Regions from separate parts of the Mus musculus genome. Here region 1 is linked to region 2. A link is a contact called in public Micro-C data. All regions are on one chromosome and are shown on one strand. The core of a region is the stretch at or near the end of the contact, and the rest is flanking DNA. Distances in the headings are between cores, read along the strand shown.

The links. Hi-C and Micro-C count contacts between places; a contact is called where the count stands out from the background.
Region 1: a Micro-C map of embryonic stem cells shows a contact between it and region 2, with 2.8 times the contacts expected there. The contact joins two enhancer-like sites. A contact is called at or near these places in 1 of 484 Hi-C or Micro-C datasets (embryonic stem cells) and 1 of 9 other capture datasets (embryonic tail).

Annotation. Positions count from the first base shown.
Region 1 is chr16:29,881,269-29,884,363 of GRCm38.p6, forward strand. No RefSeq gene overlaps it. Among named protein-coding and RNA genes, the nearest start is that of Gm52263, 5.8 kb to the right of the region's middle. Within about 2 kb of position 1,508, at least 133 of the 459 cell types and tissues checked have an H3K27ac peak or open chromatin away from gene starts, as enhancers often do. A contact at or near this core is called in embryonic stem cells and embryonic tail, where this site is marked.
Region 2 is chr16:29,681,863-29,684,841 of GRCm38.p6, forward strand. No RefSeq gene overlaps it. Among named protein-coding and RNA genes, the nearest start is that of Opa1, 100 kb to the left of the region's middle. Within about 2 kb of position 1,344, at least 67 of the 459 cell types and tissues checked have an H3K27ac peak or open chromatin away from gene starts, as enhancers often do. A contact at or near this core is called in embryonic stem cells and embryonic tail, where this site is marked.

The DNA.
Region 1 (3,095 bases), core at 258-2,757, 200 kb after region 2:
TGACAGCACATGGCACGTACCTTGTTTCTGTCTTCAGTTAAGGAGCACCAGGCTCAAGCCAGGGGCCCTCAGGCTGATTCTGCCCTTTCCTGGCTCTGGGTCTCTGTCTGTCTGTCCATCACAAGATGAAGGGACAAGTGGATTTTGAATGACTCCTACCCCCCTTCCTATCCCCAACTCCTGACAGGCTGAACTGTTCCAGAAATCAGTTTAGTCTTCTCCAGTCTGTTCATGCAGGGAGCCTGACTTCAGAAATGTCATTGATGAAGTGAGTCTGGGGAGTGGCCCGAGAACTGAATTTCTAAACGTTACGCCTTGGCCAGATGCTTTAATCTGCCTACAGGCAGGCAAAAGTGGCATTGGTAGGATGCCAGGGTAATGACTGAGTCGGGTCAGCTTTCTGCTTCCTCTGCCCACGGGAAGGCTTTGCAAAGGGGCCCGGATCAGAGCCACATGGGAAAGGTCTCAGAGGGTGAGAATCCCAAGCAAGACGACCATTCCCAGGCACAGCGCAGGGCACACTGTACTTGTTGGAATGTAGAGTAGGCTCCTGCCACCGATAGTTCCCAGAGCGTAGAGTGGTTTAAATTCCACAGAAGGGTTGGCGAGATGGCTCGGTGGTTAAGAGCACTGGCTGCTCTTCCAGAGGACAGGGGATTCAATTCCCAGCAACCACATTGCAGCGGACAACTGTTAACTCCAGGTCCAGGTGACCCAACCTCTCACGCTGACATACATGTAGGTAAAACACCAATGCACATAAAATAAAAAATAAATTTAAAAAATTCCAGTTTTTTTTTTTTTTAATGTGTACATACAGGAAGGGTGGGACTGTCTCAACTCCTTGTGTGACAATTTTCAGCTGGCTGGACCCTGCTGCTTTTAACTTTGGGCTGCAAGTTGTTGGATCTCCTCCTATGCACACCTTTTTTTTTTCTGCTGTCACCTGGTGACATCTAACTTGAAGAAGGCCTAGACAGTCTAGTTGTATGTCCAGGAAACCAAAGCCATTGTGTATGCTAGGGAACTGCTGGATACTTCCGCTACAGTGTGATTCATCATTCCCCCAAACACTGTTTCTGGACACCTCTGAAGGAGACGCCACCAGTAGCCCCCCACGCAGAGCACACAAGGAAGAAAAGGAGTTGCTGTTATCTGGGAGTGGCCTCTGAGGTTCTTTTTTTTTTTCCTGGAAGCCAGCTTCACTCTAAAGAAGTAACAAAGAAACCAGAACCCCACTGTGAAAAGGGGCCTCCACCTCTCCCACTGTGGCTTGCAAGGAAGCAGACATGAAGGTTAGGAGTGACTGACTCCCACAGACAAGTCTCAGGCCTCCCAGTGTGAAGTGTGGAAAGCCCCTGGCTTGCCCTAGCATTGCCCACAAGCATGGGTGCCTCCTCCAGCCCCATCTCAGATCTTCTCTCTGGCAGGCACCGATGCACAGACTCTTCACACTGCCTGACACCTCGGCTCTGTGCCCGACCTGTGGGCCACTTTAGGCTGGCGCTGCTGGTAGGGAGCTTGAGCCTGGCCCAGCCCAGTGGCTTTGAAGGGATTTCATCACCCCGACTGTGACTTGGCCAAGCGCCTGGGAGACTGTGGAGCATCGTGGCCCCAGGCTATCTGCTTTCACTGGGAGAGGCCCTCCTCTCTGAATAGAAGAAAACCTGGATGAGGCTGGGTTCCCCATCCCTGCAACCTAAGAACTACCCCCAGGACCGAGCCATCTACCTTCACCCTACTTTCCCAAGAGACAGAGACAAGATGAAGGGCCAGAAAATTAACACGGGGACAACTTGTTAATGATTTTATTGCAGGTTAAATAAAATGTCACAAATAAAACTACAGGAGACCTTTTTTAACCTTACCGGCTGTAAATACTCATTAACTCAATTACTATCAGCAATTAAGGCCAGTTTGGGAACAGTGGCCTGAGACAAAAAAGACATTATCATCCTGGGAAATGAATCCAGAATAAAGGGAATTTATTCCACCTTGGCTAATGAGCAGCTGTATAGGGATGGAAATGAAGGCCTTTGCCTCGGAATTGCTTTTGACCGTTGGGGGGTTGGGGGGGGTAGAGAAAAGGTTCGGCTCTACGTAAAGCTCTTGGAAGGACATTAGGGACATTGTTACAATGCAAATGAGGAAGGCCGTTGTGTTTGGGTGGTTTATGGGTTTAGTAAAAGGAGTAACATTTCAATTAGTGGGGAAGGAATGAGAACCTGCCTCAAAGAGGCTTAATTGGCGACTTGGCATTCCCAGGGGACTTTGAAGTAGCACCCGAGCAGGCAGTTTTCAGAAATGGGTGGAGAATAGAATACAGCAACTTAGGTCCCAGGCTGGGGATGCTGGAGGCAGATGGAGATGCTGTGAAGGTACCATCCACAGCACTAAGCAGATGCCAGCCACATGCAAGTGCCAGCTTTAGCTCTTGGGGCTCCCGGATGGTGTCCCCCATGCCACCTCACCCAGCTCCCCTGACGTCTCCAGGAAACCATCTGGCTTCAAGGGCTGTAACCCTAACCTCACCACTATGGAATTCCTTTTTTTTTCCCCCCTCCTCAAGAATCCCTTTTGCTTTGAATTGAATTCCTGACTGCACAGGGTTATGGGGGAGGGTGTACTATGGCAAATGAAGTGTAGTGGTGTGTGTGTGTGTGTGTGTGTGCGCACATGTGTGCATCTCTGTGTGGGTATGTTTGTGTGTGTGATCACACAGATACAAGTAGGTTCAAAGTCGGCAGGATCTGAAGACTGAGAATTCAGTGCAAATTCCTCTCCTTTAAATAGGTGGTACTGAGGGCTCTTTTCAACCTGAGAGACTACAAAGGTACCTGACCCGTGAGATGCCTTGATGGTTTCTCTCTCGCTGTGGCATCCATCTCCATGAGCTTGTCTATGTGGCTTGTCTATACGGCTCACATAGCCAGCCATCTTGACTAAGCTAAGGCTTTCTTTTCTTTTTTCTGTCTTCCTTCCTTCCTTCCTTCCTTCCTTCCTTCCTTCCTTCCTTCCTTCCCTCCTTCCTTCCTTTGTTCCTGTCTTTTGTATGTGTTGTTGTTTCTTTGTTTGCTTTTCGAACAGGGTCTCTC
Region 2 (2,979 bases), core at 94-2,593:
ATTTCACACACCAGTGTGCTCAGTTCTCTTTTAGAACTCTTCTTCCCACAGAACTGTGCCCCAGCCATGACACCAGAAAGACCGTAGTTTTGTATATATGTGAATTGTGAATATGTGTCATACGTGTGTGTGTGTGTTCACGTACATTATCTTGCTATGTGAATTGTCAAATTAGTTCCCACGTTTTGGCAGGAATGCCTTAGGAAGTGACACTTCCCAGAATTATATGTACATATGTTTTTTTTTTTTAATTTTTTGGATAGGCTCTTACTATGTAGTTTGCGCTAGTCTAGAACTTACCATGCGGACCTAGAACTCACAGATCTGTCGCTGCCTCCCAGAGTAAGGCATCTCAGACACCACTCTGGAGGGATACTTGCTCCCTTAGGGCAGTGTTTCTCAGCCTATGGATGGAGACCCCTTTGGGAGTCCCCTTTCACGGAGGGGGGGGTGCCTAAGACCATTGGAAAACACAAATATTTATATTACAATCCGAAATAGTAGCAAATTTACAGCTATAAAGTAGCAACGAAAATACGTTTTTGATTGGGGTTACCACAACATGAACAACTGTGTTAAAGGGATGACGCTTTAGGAAAGCGGACACCCACAGACCTAGGGTGGTGGGCAGGTAAACAGAATCGGCAAAACACCACACGAGAGAATGCAGCAAAACGTGATGGAGACCGGGAGATAGGGGCTGAAAATTACCGAAAGCAGCGGGTCTAGGCAGGTTACTCTCAGAGACATGGAGATAGAGAAATATGGTGGAGGCAGTAGGAGTGGACAAGGTCTCCAGGAAGAGAGTTGTTGATGAGTGGCAGGGGTCAAGGGACAAAGGAAGGCAAGCTCTCCGCAGGTGGCCCAGGAAACAAGGAGAACAGGGAAAGGGAAAGGGAGACACGCCCCCCAGCCTAGGGCTCCACCCCTCCTCTGGTTCTGACGTCACTAAGGCCTGCTCCACATGAGGCTTCAGATTTAAGATGTTCACCTGTTCCTGAGCTTGCAATTTTATTAAGAGGGAATTTGAAAATTCAGGATTTCTTCGATGGAAAATATGGGGTTTTTAAGACTCTGCACGATTTCTATTGGGTGGAAGAGGAAGTCCCAGCTTTTGCTACAAACCAACCTAGCGCTGGCGATGAACTCATTGTAACCCCAGAAAAAGAAGCAAGCGAAGCTGGCATGTCAGTGTCCTCTGCATTCTTTATGGCCAGACAGGTTTTCCATGGCTGGAGCCCACGACGCTTCCTGCCAGGCTCCCCCGCTGCTGGGAACCACTCAGACCTGGAAGGAGTCTGTGTAGTTAGGTGCTGCCGGAAGGAGCTGTGGAGACAGCGTGACCCTCAACTCTGCTATGGAGAGCCAAGTCCCTCTGCATGCCGCTGAGACTCTCCTTATGGGGCAATCACAGCCCTCACAATGCCCAGGAAGGAGCTATTGAGATTTAATTGTGCAAACCACGTGGCTGGTGGGAAGGACTGGGGAGGGGGCTCAAGGGGCTTCTTTCTCCTTGCTTTCATTTCTTTTTTTCTCCCTCTCTTTCTTTTTTTTACTCTTTCCCCCCTGACTGATAGAATAAAAAGAAGCGATGTGCCTGTCTGTTTCGGCTTGGGGACTTTCTTAGGGTTCTCTGTGTAGCATTATTTGAAAAAAACAAAACCCCCAAACAAAACACAGTTGTATGAACACAAAAGTCTAACTCCACGGTTGAAATCTCCTTTTCCATTCCCAGAGACAGTTTCCCAAATGAACCCCAGCTTGTCCCTGCAGACAATGGAGTCCCCTGGGAGCTGCACGTGATCAGACGAGTGAGTGAGAGGCCCGCAGGTCAGTGGCTGGGTCTCTGTGACCTCTCCTCTCTCTGAATGGGGGAGGCTGGCTTTCTGTTTTGAGGCGGTGTCTCCTGTGATCAGCTGCGATGCCAAATGCTCGCTGCTCAGGACAGGGGCATGATGGTGCTCCCAAAGCCAGGCATCGTTTTTTTCTGTGTATCCGTTCTTCTCTGTATGCCCGTGAGAGGCCTCCCTGGTACCCAGTACAAACACGGGAGGGGTGGGGATGGGGGGAGAGGAGTGAGAAAAAGAGGGTAGACACGTTTGCTGAACAAACACGAACAGGCGTGTGCTCGTGTGTGTGTGTGTGTGTGTGTGTGTGTGTGTGTGTGTGTGTGTGCTCCTGTATTTTTAGATCCATCTCTAAAATAATACAATCTCTCAGCTCAGAAAACAGAGCCTGGCTCTAGGATGTGGAACTGAGGTTCGTTGCTCCCTAGGATCTCTGAGGTACTCCACAATTACAGGGACATTTTGGGAGCACTTGCCCAGCAGTAAATGAACCAGGGGACCAATTCATAAGTATGGGGAAGGGGTTGGCAGTACCCACCAAAGGTCTTTCTTGATTCTGTGGCAAGTCACCCTCTCAAGTCAAATCTCTTATCTGTCCCCCTGGTGCTGCTGCTCAAGGTTGTAGTTGGGCTGACAGGCTACCAAGGAACAGAGAACAAACCGGAAGTACAAGTCCTTTGTTCTAGAGCTATTGAGAGGAGCAAAGCTTGGACCAAAACAGGTTTGGAAGGATAGACTGGGAAGTGCTGCCACCAGAGCTGCACTGGGAAGTGCTTGCTGCCCCTTGCCTGCTTGGCAGGTTCCCAGGGGCAACAAAAGCCATGCTAACGTGTAAGGATTCTGAAAGAATGGTACCAAATGGTACCCCCGACTCAAATTGTATGTAAACGAAAAGAGAGTTTTATTCTGCAGAAGTCCAGCATGCTGAGATCTCTCTTTACCAAGACAGAGAAACACCCAGAGGGAATTCCAGGGTAGGTGACATCTGTGTTAATCTGTTGGGTCTATCTTTAAGGACATTCCATTACTGGAATGTGGGAGCTAGAAACTTGCTGGGGAGGTCTGGAAACTGTTGCTGAGGAAGTAGCTGAGGAAGTCTGGAAACTGCCGCTGACCCATTGGCCTTGCCTCA